2 separate regions of the Gossypium arboreum genome follow, and region 1 is linked to region 2. Evidence: chromatin contacts called from public Hi-C data. All regions are on one chromosome and are shown on one strand. Each heading gives the region's core, a stretch centred on a gene start, on an enhancer-like site or on the middle of the called end of the contact. The rest is flanking DNA. Distances are from core to core; before and after follow the strand shown. Region 1 holds the start of LOC108474181 (probable beta-D-xylosidase 6). Region 2 has its middle 16 kb from the start of LOC128283864.

Evidence for each region. A called contact is a pair of places that touch in the nucleus more often than the background predicts.
Region 1: a contact with region 2 is called in a Hi-C map of leaf, with 2.8 times the contacts expected there. The contact joins the promoter of LOC108474181 here to the enhancer-like site in region 2. A contact is called at or near these places in 2 of 5 Hi-C or Micro-C datasets (both in leaf).

Annotation. Positions count from the first base shown.
Region 1 is chr11:46,101,574-46,105,446 of ASM2569848v2, reverse strand. It overlaps LOC108474181 (probable beta-D-xylosidase 6), which reads right to left and starts at 2,359. Exons shown (of 6, transcript XM_017776104.2): 1 at 1,321-2,359; 2 at 810-976; 3 at 627-724; 4 at 169-519. The coding sequence starts at 2,073.
Region 2 is chr11:45,366,559-45,370,116 of ASM2569848v2, reverse strand. No RefSeq gene overlaps it. Among protein-coding and RNA genes, the nearest start is that of LOC128283864, 16 kb to the left of the region's middle. Within about 2 kb of position 1,521, at least 2 of the 2 cell types and tissues checked have an H3K27ac peak or open chromatin away from gene starts, as enhancers often do. A contact at or near this core is called in leaf, where this site is marked.

The DNA of each region.
Region 1 (3,873 bases), core at 1,110-3,609, 730 kb before region 2:
GGTTCACATTCAATATGACTCAATACAGATATTACAAGACAAACATGGTAAGGCCCAAAGCTGTCTTAGGTAACTTGCCATATTAGGATGCTTCGTGTAGAAGAAGACTATATAAGCCGATATAATTTATAAACCCCCAACAATTACACATTATTGCAAGAACCATACCTGTGTAGTCACCACCCATATTACTTATGTTGTTAGCCATTGGACCAATGATAGCTATGGAAGAAACAACATTTCTATTCAGAGGCAGGAACTTCTTCTCATTCTTCAGAAGAACAATTCCCTGCCTTGCTGCTTCAAGTGCCAGCATCTTGTGCTCTGTGGTACAAATGTTTTGAGGTCCCAACTCTCCAAACTGCCCCTTTCTGGGGTCTCCATCAAACAGCCCAAGACGGAGTTGGACCGAGAAAAGGTTCAGAAGAGCTCTATCGATGTCTTTGTCTTGCAACTTCCCTTCCTCAATTGTAGTCTGAGTATGTCGAACGAGATATGATCCACAGTTAATATCCATTCCTACAGACAACCATCTTAATCTTATTCTTTAAAAATGAACATCCGAATGGCAGATCTAGTGAGAAGTCCTTAATCAATTTAGATGTAAAAGATATGATTAAAAAAACCTGCTTTAAGAACTAGAGCAACAGCATCATCGGCTTTTCTTGTGTAATTCTGGTATTCTTGAACTGTTGCCACAGCATCACAATCTGAGGTGATGTATCTGATTTATGCCACAGAAAAACCAATCAAAGTTGAATTTCAAAATTTGCATCCATCAATGTATAAGCAACTCCTAATTTTTTTACCCTTTGAAGCCCCATTCATTTCGAGCTTTTTGTAAAAGATCTCCCTGCGCACAAACTGGCACCCCATTAACTGCATTGTAGGAACACATCAAGCAACTTGCCTTGCCTTGTTGGATACAACTACGAAAGGGTGGTTCATATGTATCCTCCATATCTTGCTTTGTGACCTTCAATACAGATAAAGCATGTATTTATTAGCAGACTGCCTAACTGACTTCAAAAGGAGGCTTACCACAAGTCACACCAAACTATTGGTTTAGAACCATAAATAAATATATAAATTAATTTAAAAAATGCCAAATTTGATTTAAATTGACAAACAGTCGGACTGCAAAATTTCTTATCAGCACTAAATATGCATTGAATAAGAAACTTATTTACAGAGATAAAAAAAATGAACTGAAATGGCTAATACAGAGTTACACACTGAAGAAAAAGACGATTCAAATGTGAAATGTGTTCAGAAACATGAAAACACCACAAGGAGAATATGTAAAAAGGAAGACTTTACCACGGCATTGAAGGAGTATCGACTGAAATTCTTCCACTTCTCCAAGTCATAAGCAATGAAATGCTTGCAACAAGCAGAATTCATAAGTCTATCACCACTCTCATCATCATTATATCCTCCAAGTGCCCTCTTTCTCTCAAACCTATCTATGAGTTCTCCACTAGCCTTCCAGGACCCACCCTGGAAGCCCTTTACAAATTGGATAGCATAAGCTGAAACAACCAAGGGATCCTCGCCAGGAGTCTCCTGCCCTCTTCCCCATCTGGGATCCCTAAAAATATTAATATTTGGTGCCCAAAAAGTCAAACCAGCTTGTCCAACATTATGCATGGCTTTAGCTTCAATACCTATGGCCAACCCAATCTTGAACCAAAGGGTTCTATTGAAAGAAGCAGCAGTGACAAGAACCTGGGGGAAACTGGTTGCTGCTTTAACATAACCATTAAAGTTAACTCCAGGGCCATTACTGGCAAGCCCATGAAGTGACTCTGACCACCATTCGTAAGGAGGAATTCCAAGTCTTGGGATCCCTGAAGCATTGTTGGAGAGTTGATAGATCTTTTCTTCAAGTGTGAGCAGAGAAATGAGAGATTGAGCTCTGTCTGTGATAGACAGGGAAGTGTTGCAGAAGGGGTAAGAGTTAAAGTGGGGAGGCTGGCATGGGAATTGTGGGTTTGGGTCTGATGATGAGATTGAAATCAGTAAAGCTAAAAGTTGTAAGATGAAGAACAGGGATTTTAGTTGCAGAGACATGATGAGATGATGGAGGGTGCCGCTTTGGTAGTCACCTTATTACTGGTCGGTAGGTTTAAGCGGACCGTGATTAGGAATTGACGCCATTATCAGATAGATTTGGAGAAAGATTGAATAGGAAAAGATGAAATTATTAGATTATGCATTTATTTAAGAGAATCCAACTTGCAATTGTTTAGATTTATTTCCAATATGTTAAACCCCGGATTAACCCTTTGGTGAAGATGAAGTTCTGTTAACCTATGAACCCAAAAATCATATTAAACTAATTGAGCCTTGAAAGCCCACTATTTGATCGCACCAATCAAGTTTATAAACCTCCTCCAAACATGGGTTTTGAAATCTACATACAAATTTCAGCCAGCCCAAATAGAAAAGTTAAATTTAGAAGTACTACTTTTCCTTATTTAAAATTTTCGTCTAATCATTAATACCATTAATACATTTTGCCAAATTTTTCCGACTTAAGATATTGATTAAACTGCTTTCCTATAATGTGTATATACTATGATAAATATTAAATATACTAAATTGATAAATTTTAAAAAATGTGAATACTTATTGAATTAAAATTTTAAATTTAAAAAAGTAAGAATGTTTGAAAAGTACAAAAAAGTTACTGCAGCATATTCTAATTTTTGTAATTCAGTTTGAAAAGTATGATAACTGAACTTGGAAGAGTCAAATTCATTTAAGTTGTGTTTGGTTGGATAAAAAAAATGAAGAAATAAGATAGAGGTGATCGTGGACTAGATTGGGCCTAAACATAGTATTATTATATTTTATATTTGTCAAAATTTGGTCCAATTAGAAATTAGAGCTTAAAATTTTGTCCAACCTCGTTTTTAGTTATAAAAGATTAACTCAAACCTATTTTAAGCTCGCTTATATTATTTTTTAATATTTTTAAAATATATATTATTTTATTTTAATATTTAATAATTTTATACATTTTTATTTATTGAAAATTTTTCTATAATCATCTTGCCATTTTTTTAATGTTTACATTAGAATAGTATTATATATTTAGTATAGGTTTGTTGTTTTAATGTGTTTTAAATTACATAATATATAAAAATAACATAATATAAAATATTATAAACTTAAAACGGGTCAAGCTCGGGCTTTGAATGTTCAAGCTCGAGCCTGACCTATATTTTAAACGGGCTAATATTTTTTTACCCAAACCTATTTTTTGGGCTTGATATTTTTGCCTAAACCCTCTCGAATTTTGGGCGAACCTCCAGAATAGAACAGGTAACTCGACTCATGAACAGGTCTAGAATGAGAAGAGTGAATGGAAAAAGTGGAAAGAAAATAAATTTTAAATGTGCTTAGTAGGAAAAAATTAAGAGGAAAGAAAATAGGATGAATAATCACTTGATCATGATGCATAAAAATCAATCAATGAGAGAAAATAAAAAGAAATGTATATTAATTTAAAATTATTCATATTCGAATGTTATACTTTTTTTCATTTTCAATTCTACCAAGTAATGAATAAAAAGAAAAATAATATTTTCTATCTTTTAGTTTTCTTCCTCTTCAATTTATCACTCTATCAAGCAAAATCTTGGAAATTAATTTTATAAATAGATTTAAATTTCCTAAAAACAACCCTAAATTAGGGGTGACATATAAGACGAAACTGGAATCGTTGGTAATATTGTAAGTTAAGGTTGTTATCAATAACCGTTTAATTAGGGGTTACTTAGAGGGCCTTCCGTTTTGATAGAATCGTTTATACATTATTTAACTATTTCAGGAATCGAATGGATGAGGTTTTCTTTATTTAGTTTA
Region 2 (3,558 bases), core at 272-2,771:
ACAATTTTAAAACAATACAGTTGACTTTGATTAATTATTGATCAACATTGACTGAATTTTAATTTACACTTTTAATATTTTAAGAAACTTTATATATATATATATATATATATATATATATATTATTGTTGAGTCTTTTATAACAAATATATTTTTGAAGTTATTACCATTTTCAATAATTTTTATATATTTTTAATTATATATGCTTTTAATTTTCTAATGTCTAATTTTTTTCCAGTTTTAGAATTTTTCAATATATTTTAGGTTTTTTTTCAACATATATTAAAATCATTGTAATTTGTCTAGAGTTTATATACATATATTGAATTTTGACATATTTTTAGTTTCCTAGAGTTAAACAAAATGTTAAATTTTTATTTTTAAAATTTTAAAATTTTTATTTTTAGCTTATATTTATATATTCCAAAAGTTTCTAGATTTTTAAAATTTACCAAGTTTTTAATTTTCTAGAAATTTAACTAATTTTTATTTTGAATATTTATTTATATATTTTAGAAATTTCCAAAATTTTATTTTTTTAAAAATCAATTTTCCATTTTCTATTATATATATGTTAATTTTTATCTCCATAGATGCCATGAGGAGTATTCTAATATGATGAAGTGCCACGTGCCACAATTTAATAGGTGACATTTGTTAGTTGGTTTCCAAAACATATTTTAACATTATTGGACTAAAGTGATAAACAGAATGTAAGTACCGATCTGAGAAAAAAATAGCAAAATAAGAAAATCAATGTAGTTTAAGGGCTAAATCGTGGCTAAAATATTTTAGAAAGTTCACATAATTATAATCATTAAAAATACTTTTTATAGTTTTAGAAAATAAAGTTTCAATTTGTTTTAGAATTTTATGATTTTTTAGATGTTTTTGGATTTATTGTTAAAAATATATAGAAATTTAATGGGCTAAATTAGATATCAATCCTATATAAAACATTGGACCTCATAATTCTGTCAAGGGGTTAATGGACAAATGGACAAATGACCAAACGTTACAAATACCCAAATTTAGTGATGATTTTGAAACTTTTTACCGTCTATTGACTGGAATGAAAACTTACAAATAAGGAGGTGACTCTTAGTGCAATTTACCCTTTAAAAAATGAAGGTTTTTTAGGCAGAGAAAGGCGTCCAAACCTAGCAGACTTATTTCGTTGGAGAAGTGTGGGGCAAGGGGGATCCCAAATGGTAGGGCCTAGTGGACTTATATCATTGTTGTGCTATAGGTTTACAAATTGCAGGATATGGGAACATCACATGTTTGTGTTGACTTCAAAATTGAGACGCTTAAGAACTATTTCAGCTCCTTTTATTATGACTTACAATTTAAGATCAATTTCTGAATAATTCAATTGCCATTTGGGTATACTAAGAAACAGATAATTTTAAAGTTGGGTTATCTGCAGGTGGTCACGGCTCCATTAGTCTTTATCTCCTACTGCTATTATTACACACTGAAACAGCTACCTCTAGCCTCTCTATCATCTTATGCTTCCTATACTGCTTGGATTTCTGCATCTGTCCCACTATTCACCGCCACCATCACATGCCTTTCTTGTTCTTTCCTTTTCATCTTTTCTTTAACATTCAGAAAGGTAAATTTAAAAAAAAACAAAAAAAGAAAGTTTCAGTCTCCTTCAACTTGCCATCTGTACGGCTATACCTACCTGATGTTGAATATTGGAAGTTGGGGTCATTAGCTTTGAACGTTTACTCATCAAGTGTAGAGAAAATCTACATTTTTTGTGGTCACTTGAGTTGTTGATTGACAATGACAACCCTTCGTCTATTTAAATTATTGGAAATGTGTTTGTTAGTTTGCCAAAATCCAGAAACTTGTACGGGGAAAACAAATAAAAAAATTAGTGGTGCATATAAACCTAGAATCAACACATGAGAAGAATCAAACCATCGCAGATAAAGGTCTAGGTTATCGGAATTTAAGGTAAAGTATTTTTAAGTGTATGTGTATGATAAAAGGGTATATTCATTCTCTTCAATTCGTAATCATATATTATACGCATATGGCCTTATGATTAGCATCCTTAGGAGAAAGGTGAATTGGGTAGAGAAGAAATACTAACTAAAATTATTGGCAGAATCAGAACAAGCTAGCCAGAAGGAATCAAAATAAATTCTCCATTATTTCATGCCATATTCTCATTAATAATTTAATCTCATAACTCAATCAATTTGCAGCATCTGGTGCCTGCAAGATTATGAGAAATAAAGAGCTGTTTCTGGTACACTGAAATTATTGTACCACCGCGTGGCACTTGGCACATCTTCCTCGGCTTTACATCAACAATTGAAAGCAGCATTCCTGTTGGCTTTGGCTTATTTGGAGCTTCATTTAAATATTAGATTTGTATAGTTAAAATATCACATCATACCACTAATTATCAGCTATAAATTGCATTTCCTATCATCTAGTGCTTTCATACTATATGCTAATACTATGTACTAGAATGTTTGACACATCTACATTTTTCTCTTCGGATCTTCAAGTGCAAATTATATTTTGTTCTCTTTAGAAAAAAAATAATAAATTAATTATTATATATTAGATTGAAGAGTAAATTGATCATTCTATTAAAAATTCTATCTATTTTTACTGTTAAAAATTTATCCATGTATGTTTAAATGAGGTACACATGACACGTCATATATAATTGTCTGATTATTCTGTTAGCAATGTCAGAAATGGATGAAATTTTTAACAAAAATGATCAGTTTTACTCTTTGATCAAATTTACTGGGACTAATTTACCCATTTTTTTTGGGTAAAAGGGCAAAATAAAAACTAACTCTTAATACAATGGCTCCCATTATACTTTTACCCTTTAATTGTTTTTTTTAGGTTAAATTCTGCTATTAGTCTCTGTACTTTGCAAAACTTGTGGATTTATTCCTTCTACTTTTATTTGATTAATTTTAGTCCATGTACTTCTTAATTTGGTCAATTTTAATCCTACTTTTCAAATTTTGAAATTTTAGTCCTGACACAAAGAGTAGTAGGTAAATTTGTTTTCAATTACTAATCCTTCACTATTCATACAGGTGTAGATTTAGTCCATTTTATCCAATTGGATCATTCTAAGTCCTTATACTTTTCAAATTTTGAAATTGCAATCTTAACGCAAATGGTTGTCGTTAATCTATTAATTGAATCTTTTTAGTGAGTAATATGTGAAAATGATAAGTTAATATGACATTAAAAATATGATAATATGTTTGGCGCATCAAATTTTAAAAATAGCATAACCTTACTTGATCAATTTAACAATTATTGTTTGGTGTGGATAGAAATTTTAAAATTTGAAAAGTACAAGGACTAAAAATAACTAAATAAAAGTATAAGAATTAAATCCATAACTTTTTCTAAATACAAGGACTAATAGCAGAATCATCATCAACATTTCCTTCTGGTTTTATTATTTAAAATTCATAAAGAAAAAGATCAGGGTAATTTTGGGCTGGGTCCAATTCATGGGGAATATAATAGAAACCGAGGGCAATAAGAGCCTAAACCCAG